2 separate regions of the Rattus norvegicus genome follow, and region 2 is linked to region 1. Evidence: chromatin contacts called from public Hi-C data. All regions are on one chromosome and are shown on one strand. Each heading gives the region's core, a stretch centred on a gene start, on an enhancer-like site or on the middle of the called end of the contact. The rest is flanking DNA. Distances are from core to core; before and after follow the strand shown. Region 1 holds the start of Arrdc3 (arrestin domain containing 3). Region 2 holds the start of Lysmd3 (LysM domain containing 3).

What was found. Hi-C and Micro-C count contacts between places; a contact is called where the count stands out from the background.
Region 2: a contact with region 1 is called in a Hi-C map of liver, with 3 times the contacts expected there. The contact joins the promoter of Lysmd3 here to the promoter of Arrdc3 in region 1. A contact is called at or near these places in 2 of 12 Hi-C or Micro-C datasets (liver and mammary epithelial cells).

What each region holds. Positions count from the first base shown.
Region 1 is chr2:12,871,849-12,874,652 of GRCr8, reverse strand. It overlaps Arrdc3 (arrestin domain containing 3), which reads right to left and starts at 1,451. Exons shown (of 8, transcript NM_001007797.2): 1 at 936-1,451. The coding sequence starts at 1,215. It overlaps LOC120100652 (a long non-coding RNA gene), which reads left to right. Exons shown (of 2, transcript XR_005500449.2): 2 at 1-975.
Region 2 is chr2:13,668,017-13,670,716 of GRCr8, reverse strand. It overlaps Lysmd3 (LysM domain containing 3), which reads right to left and starts at 1,252. Exons shown (of 3, transcript NM_001009698.1): 1 at 1,081-1,252.

The sequences.
Region 1 (2,804 bases), core at 202-2,701:
GTAACCAATCTGCTGAGAGCAGAACAAGCGCCCCTCCTCACCATCCCCCAGAACTGGTCCGAAACAGGATTGAACCGCTTCTAACAAAGGGTGGAAACTTAGAAAAACAAGCTTGGAGTCGCCTATATTTCCACATTGTAGCCACTTAAACAACAGATCGCAAATCTTAGGACCTCTTGTCCCTTTGACAATGCCTTAATCTTCATCTTGTACCCAAAAACCAAATCCGATGTGCCATATACTTTTCAATTCCATCTGTCTGCCATGGGTTTCATTGAATCCACGTTCCAAAGTTAGACATGATGCTCCGAGAAGAAAAGTACTGACCCGGAATGGCTTCTAAACTGACTTAATAGTTTGCATAATGATAGATATTATCCTTTAAAATAAATGGTGCTTGATGTACATTTTAAAAGGAATTGGGAGAAATGGGAAAACACGTGGGGGTGTTGATGCCATATGTCAAAATAAGCCAGGGAAACCCTTTATCAAAGAACAATAATCAAGTCTTTAAAGTCGTTTGCACGTTAATATCAAAAGCAGATACATCTAGCAACCTTCTTAAAATGTCACTACAGTTCTTTATTGGTGCTCCTTCCTGTATCTAAGATTGTAAAATAAAAGGAGAAATCCAACATTGGACTGCAGTCTTTGCAAATGAATTTGAAAATATCAGTAAAACGACGGAGTCACATTTGAACACGTTATAAGGTGCGTATGGCAGATATGAAGCCGGTTACAGATGAAGTTAAGTGCAGTTTGCACTCACTTTGCAGACGCCTGCATGGATTACAGCTTAACACGCTTGGACGTCAAGGAGAAACTACATCTTCTAAGTTTGCTACCTTCATCAAACTGCCGACTAGAACTGCATTAAAGGAGATTAAAGTTCTCATGCACAGAAGTAGAATGTAGTGACTAATATAAAAACTTACCTCTTTCGTGCCCAATTAAGATGTCTTTATGGTTGAAATATTCTACTTCTTCAGTGTAATTCTGTGTATAGGCAGTATTGGAGCCGGCGTTTCTTGATTCAGTCCAGCGTACTTTCGCATGTCCTCTTGCATGAATTTTAAGAGATTTTACTCTGATTTCCCCAGTAACTTCTAAATTTACCCTTCCTGAGACAGTGTCCCCGCTAGAATACACGGGGACATTACTGTCATTAAGACAGTCAAAGCTTATTGTCAAACTCTTTACCTTTCCCAGCACCATGATTATAACAAAATCTATAAAAATATAATAAGACCAAAAAAAGTCAAGATCGCATATAAGATGTGATCTTCACTTAACACTGATCGGTGTCTTTGCCGTGCAAAAGAAAAAAAAATCTTGCAGGCAGGATCAGTGATTGTCTACAAATAGTTCATTGAGATTTCTTAAAAAGTCAGGGCAGCAGAGAAGCCGCTGCTCCACGCTCCTGCTCGTCTCAGTGGTCTCCTTACAAAGACGGGCGGCTGGAGGCTGCCAGCTCACTTTAAGAGCAGCTTTGTGAAAAACAACCCCAGTGCGCAGGCGCAGGCCGCGACTGCAGCCAGCCTCCCTGCGCGTTCCCTCCCGCGAGGCGCGCGCCTCCCTCTCGTCGCGCGCTCCCGGTACAGTAGGTGTGGAGCCGGCGTCCCTGACTTCGGTGCATGGGCCGCAGCGATTGGCCGGCGGGCACTCCGCGCGGCTGCAGCGCCGGCCCCGCACGCGCTCCGCGAGCTAGGTAGAGGGGCCCGGCGGCGCCAGGCCAGGGTGTGCGCCCGTACCGCGGACCCGCAGGACGTGCGAGCCGTGGGGGAAGGGGAGAAACCGGTTGGGCAAGCCGCTGGTGGCCCCAGTCTAAGCTAATGAATTTCAAAAGAAAATGTAATAAAAAGCAGACAAATATTGTTCATACTAGAAAGCATTGTTGACTTGGATAGAAACAACAAAAGCAAGCAGGACTTTGTAGACAGGGTGGCAATGGACTAAGCCAAGGCCTTAGGAGCCAAAGAACAATGCTCCAGGCAGCTCTTGTCTTCAGCTGCCTTCCCAGACTCCTACAGCTTCAAACTCGACCAAGTTGTCTGTGTAGTGTGTAGGCCCGACCACTTCCTCGACGGGAGAAAAAGTCCTTTTTCAAGACACCACCTACTGCTCCATTGCAGAGAATGACGCGATTACAACTTCTGTATCCTCAGGAATAAGAATAGAGCTCACACCCCTAATTACCACCTCATAAGAGACAGTTTGAACATAGTCATTTAGCTGACACTGTTTACAACAGACTGAAAAGTCTTAGCTAGAAAAGCATATACGGTGGTTTTTGGTTTTTAAGTATGATTTGTTACATAAATGAGGCTTAATTTTTAAGCCTTACTTTTACTTCAACATGCTAATTGCCGTGCTACATCTTTAAATACAGGCACATTTCTCCTTTTTTCAATGCCTTGAGTAAAAAAATGCAGTTCTAAACATCACCAGGATTTAGAGGGTAATGGCATAGACTAAGATCATTAACAGTCAACATAACCTCATAACATGGCTATATTATGAAATCCTGTTTTATGCATAGCCAAAATCGGACGAGGTTGTCTATAGTTAAACATCAGATCCTTTTTGCATGGTAAATCCGGATAGGGCGAATCACAACAAACGAACTATTTTGCTGTTTTCTTTATTTTAAAAAAATCTACATTTTTATTTAATTACATTTTATTTGACTTGACATGTGAGCTAAAAAAATCTAGAATATAACTATGTCAAGAATAATTACTGGGCAAGCCGTTTGTCTGAAGAGTTTGGCTTGTTAAGCATAAAATTACACATTTGTGTATTTT
Region 2 (2,700 bases), core at 3-2,502, 800 kb before region 1:
ATGGAGAGGGTATCTGTCAGTGTTGTGGAACCAGTAGCAAGCTGCATAAATACACGTACAGCCTCTGCAAGTATCCGTTTCGGATCCTCACAAGCCGTCCATGAGCAGAAAGGATTCCATAGAAAGCAATGCATATAGGGGGTTATGTTGCCTTACGTATGCTGTCCCTCTAAAGCGCTCTCCCTTGCATTCTTAGTACAGGTATCTGAAATTTACTCAAGAATACCTAGAAGCTATTGGAAACACTATTTATATACCAGTCTTTTCGTCGCCAGAGTCTTAACTAGGAATCCAGACATTTTCCTGCATCTCATTCTATTCCTCTAAAACGAAAGAAAAGCAGAATAAACAATCTGGACACTCATGTTTGACTCACTAAGAATTGGCTGTGTTCATCTGTAATCCAAGTGCCAAGCTACACTTTGGCCCAGGCAGGTACTGACATGTACAAACTACCACAGATTAGAGTACACAATATACCAGTCACCAGCCTCAATTCTCTTTTCCTCCCTGAATTCTCTCTGGGATCTATGGCTTCAGAAAACTAGAACATGTTGCATACAGCACCGCTGACAAATGTCCTGAAAGTGCTCATCGATGGATACAGTGAGTGTGTTTTCATCCACCCGGTCTAGACCGGAAAGTAACTCCCTAAACCCTTAGGTGCTACATAGTAATTGCTGCTGGGTATTTGGTCTTGACCTTAGGCAGGGAGTTAACAGAAGACTCACAGGGCACAAGCCAGTTCAGCACTTAGGACAGAATTACCCCGATCCAATTCACCAGGGTCAATTTTAAACCAAAGCATCAACGAAACTTCCTCCTTGTTCTACTCCACTCGCTTTTATTTTTATTTTCATTTTTCCTTTTCCTCCGGACGTCCCCCGCAAAAATTACATCTCTGTTTTATAAGTTGCAGCATCAGATGGGGACGCTTCGGAGCAGATGCTACGGGGACAGAGTGGCCCGGAAAGAGCTGCCCAGAACCGGGAGGTTAGAGTCCTCCCCGAACCAGGGACGGCGCCCCACGGTGACCCCCGTTCGACGTCGTGCCCCGCCCCGCCCCCCAGCCACTGTCACCTGTCTTCTAGCAGGGGCGCGGCGACACGGTTATGTACGCCACCACAGCCGCGGCCCCGGGGAAGTTCATGACCGACTCCCGGTCCTCGGATGTCTGGGTCCGCTTCTGCCACTGTCGCCGCCTTCGCCGCTGTCGCCGCCGTCCCCGCCTTCCGCACCGACAGCCGCCGCCACGTCCGCAAACCTGCGGTGCGTCATCGCGTAGAGTAGGCGGAGGTGCGAGGGCGCGGGCAGGGGCGGGGAACCCAGAATCTGGCGGCCAACCGCAGGCCCACGCCAGCACGCAGGCGCACCGATGCGACGGGGGCGGGACCTTTAGTCAGCCCTGCCTCTAGCCCCGCCCCCTCCGGGGCAGCCGAGCCGAGTTGGACCGCTGCTGATTGTGCAAGGGGGCTAAGAAACGTACGGAGCGGAGGACATGCATGGGGAGGAGCCAATGGAGGGCCGCTGTGCATTTCTTCATGCCCCGTGTCTGTAATTTTCATCTTGGTGGGGCAGAGGAAAGCAAAAGCACTGGGTTTACGTCTGTGCTTTAGGAAATCAAACTGTGAGCCCTAGAGCAGCATGAAGGCAGACCTTGGGTCCTTACGTGAGCAGAGTGAGTCACTTAAAGCCAAGCCAGGGAAGGGTTTGTCCTAGAGCTGCACACCAAAGGCAACAAGGTTACCAACGACTTGTAACCTAGTTGGATTTGAAAATCAACAGGACGTCTTTGGTAGTTAGTGTTGCACTATCTGATGTCAGTGAAATAAATACCTCATGTCTTCCGACTTAATTTATATTAGAAATTTGCTGAAGGGGTAGGGTATTTATGCAAATGATGTATGGCATTTTAACAGTGCGCCTGGTGATTTGTGTTGACTAGGGACACTACACTTGACTAAATGCTTACCCATTTAAGTCAACACTGCTTGAACTCCGGATGTTCCGCACTTTACTGGAACGCTGTTCCAAACCTTTTCCAATGGGTTTTGTTTGTTTGTTTGTTTTGTTGGTTCCTTGGTCGGTTCGTTCTGGAAAGTACGTCTACCAGGACTGGGGTTTTTACTTACATTGCAATAGGTGCCTGTGTGAAAGGCTAGGCACTGTGCTGGACAATGCTGTAAACTCCAGGCAAAGACAACTGGGAAAAAAGTTTGCCCAAGCTGTTCTGTGCACTCTTGCCCCTATGACACCGCTGTCCGTAACCATTTATCACGGAGACATTTTCTCATCGGGAGACAAAGGATATATTCCGTCCTTGACGTGTAGGGCTTCACCTCTTCAGTTCTCATGAATGTTAATGGGATGCAACTTTCTTTTTGCAAGTGGGTTACTTTTCTTATTTTAATGTCAATAGGCCATGGACTCCTTGGGAGACTCTGGGGAATAGAATGAATTCCAAGCATTTCTTCAGGGCTGCTACCTGTTTGCTTTAAAGAAACATTCTACATGATATCTGCAAAGCTTTTGAATGATTATTTATATCTTACTAAAATCGTGTATTTTATTTGTTTACAATGAGGCCACGATATGTGCATATTTTATTATTAAACTATCACAAAAGAAGCCGTTAGCTACAAATGTTGGCTGTGTTCCAAAAATGCTGGCCAATAAGAACAAGTATTTGTCTTCGGAAAT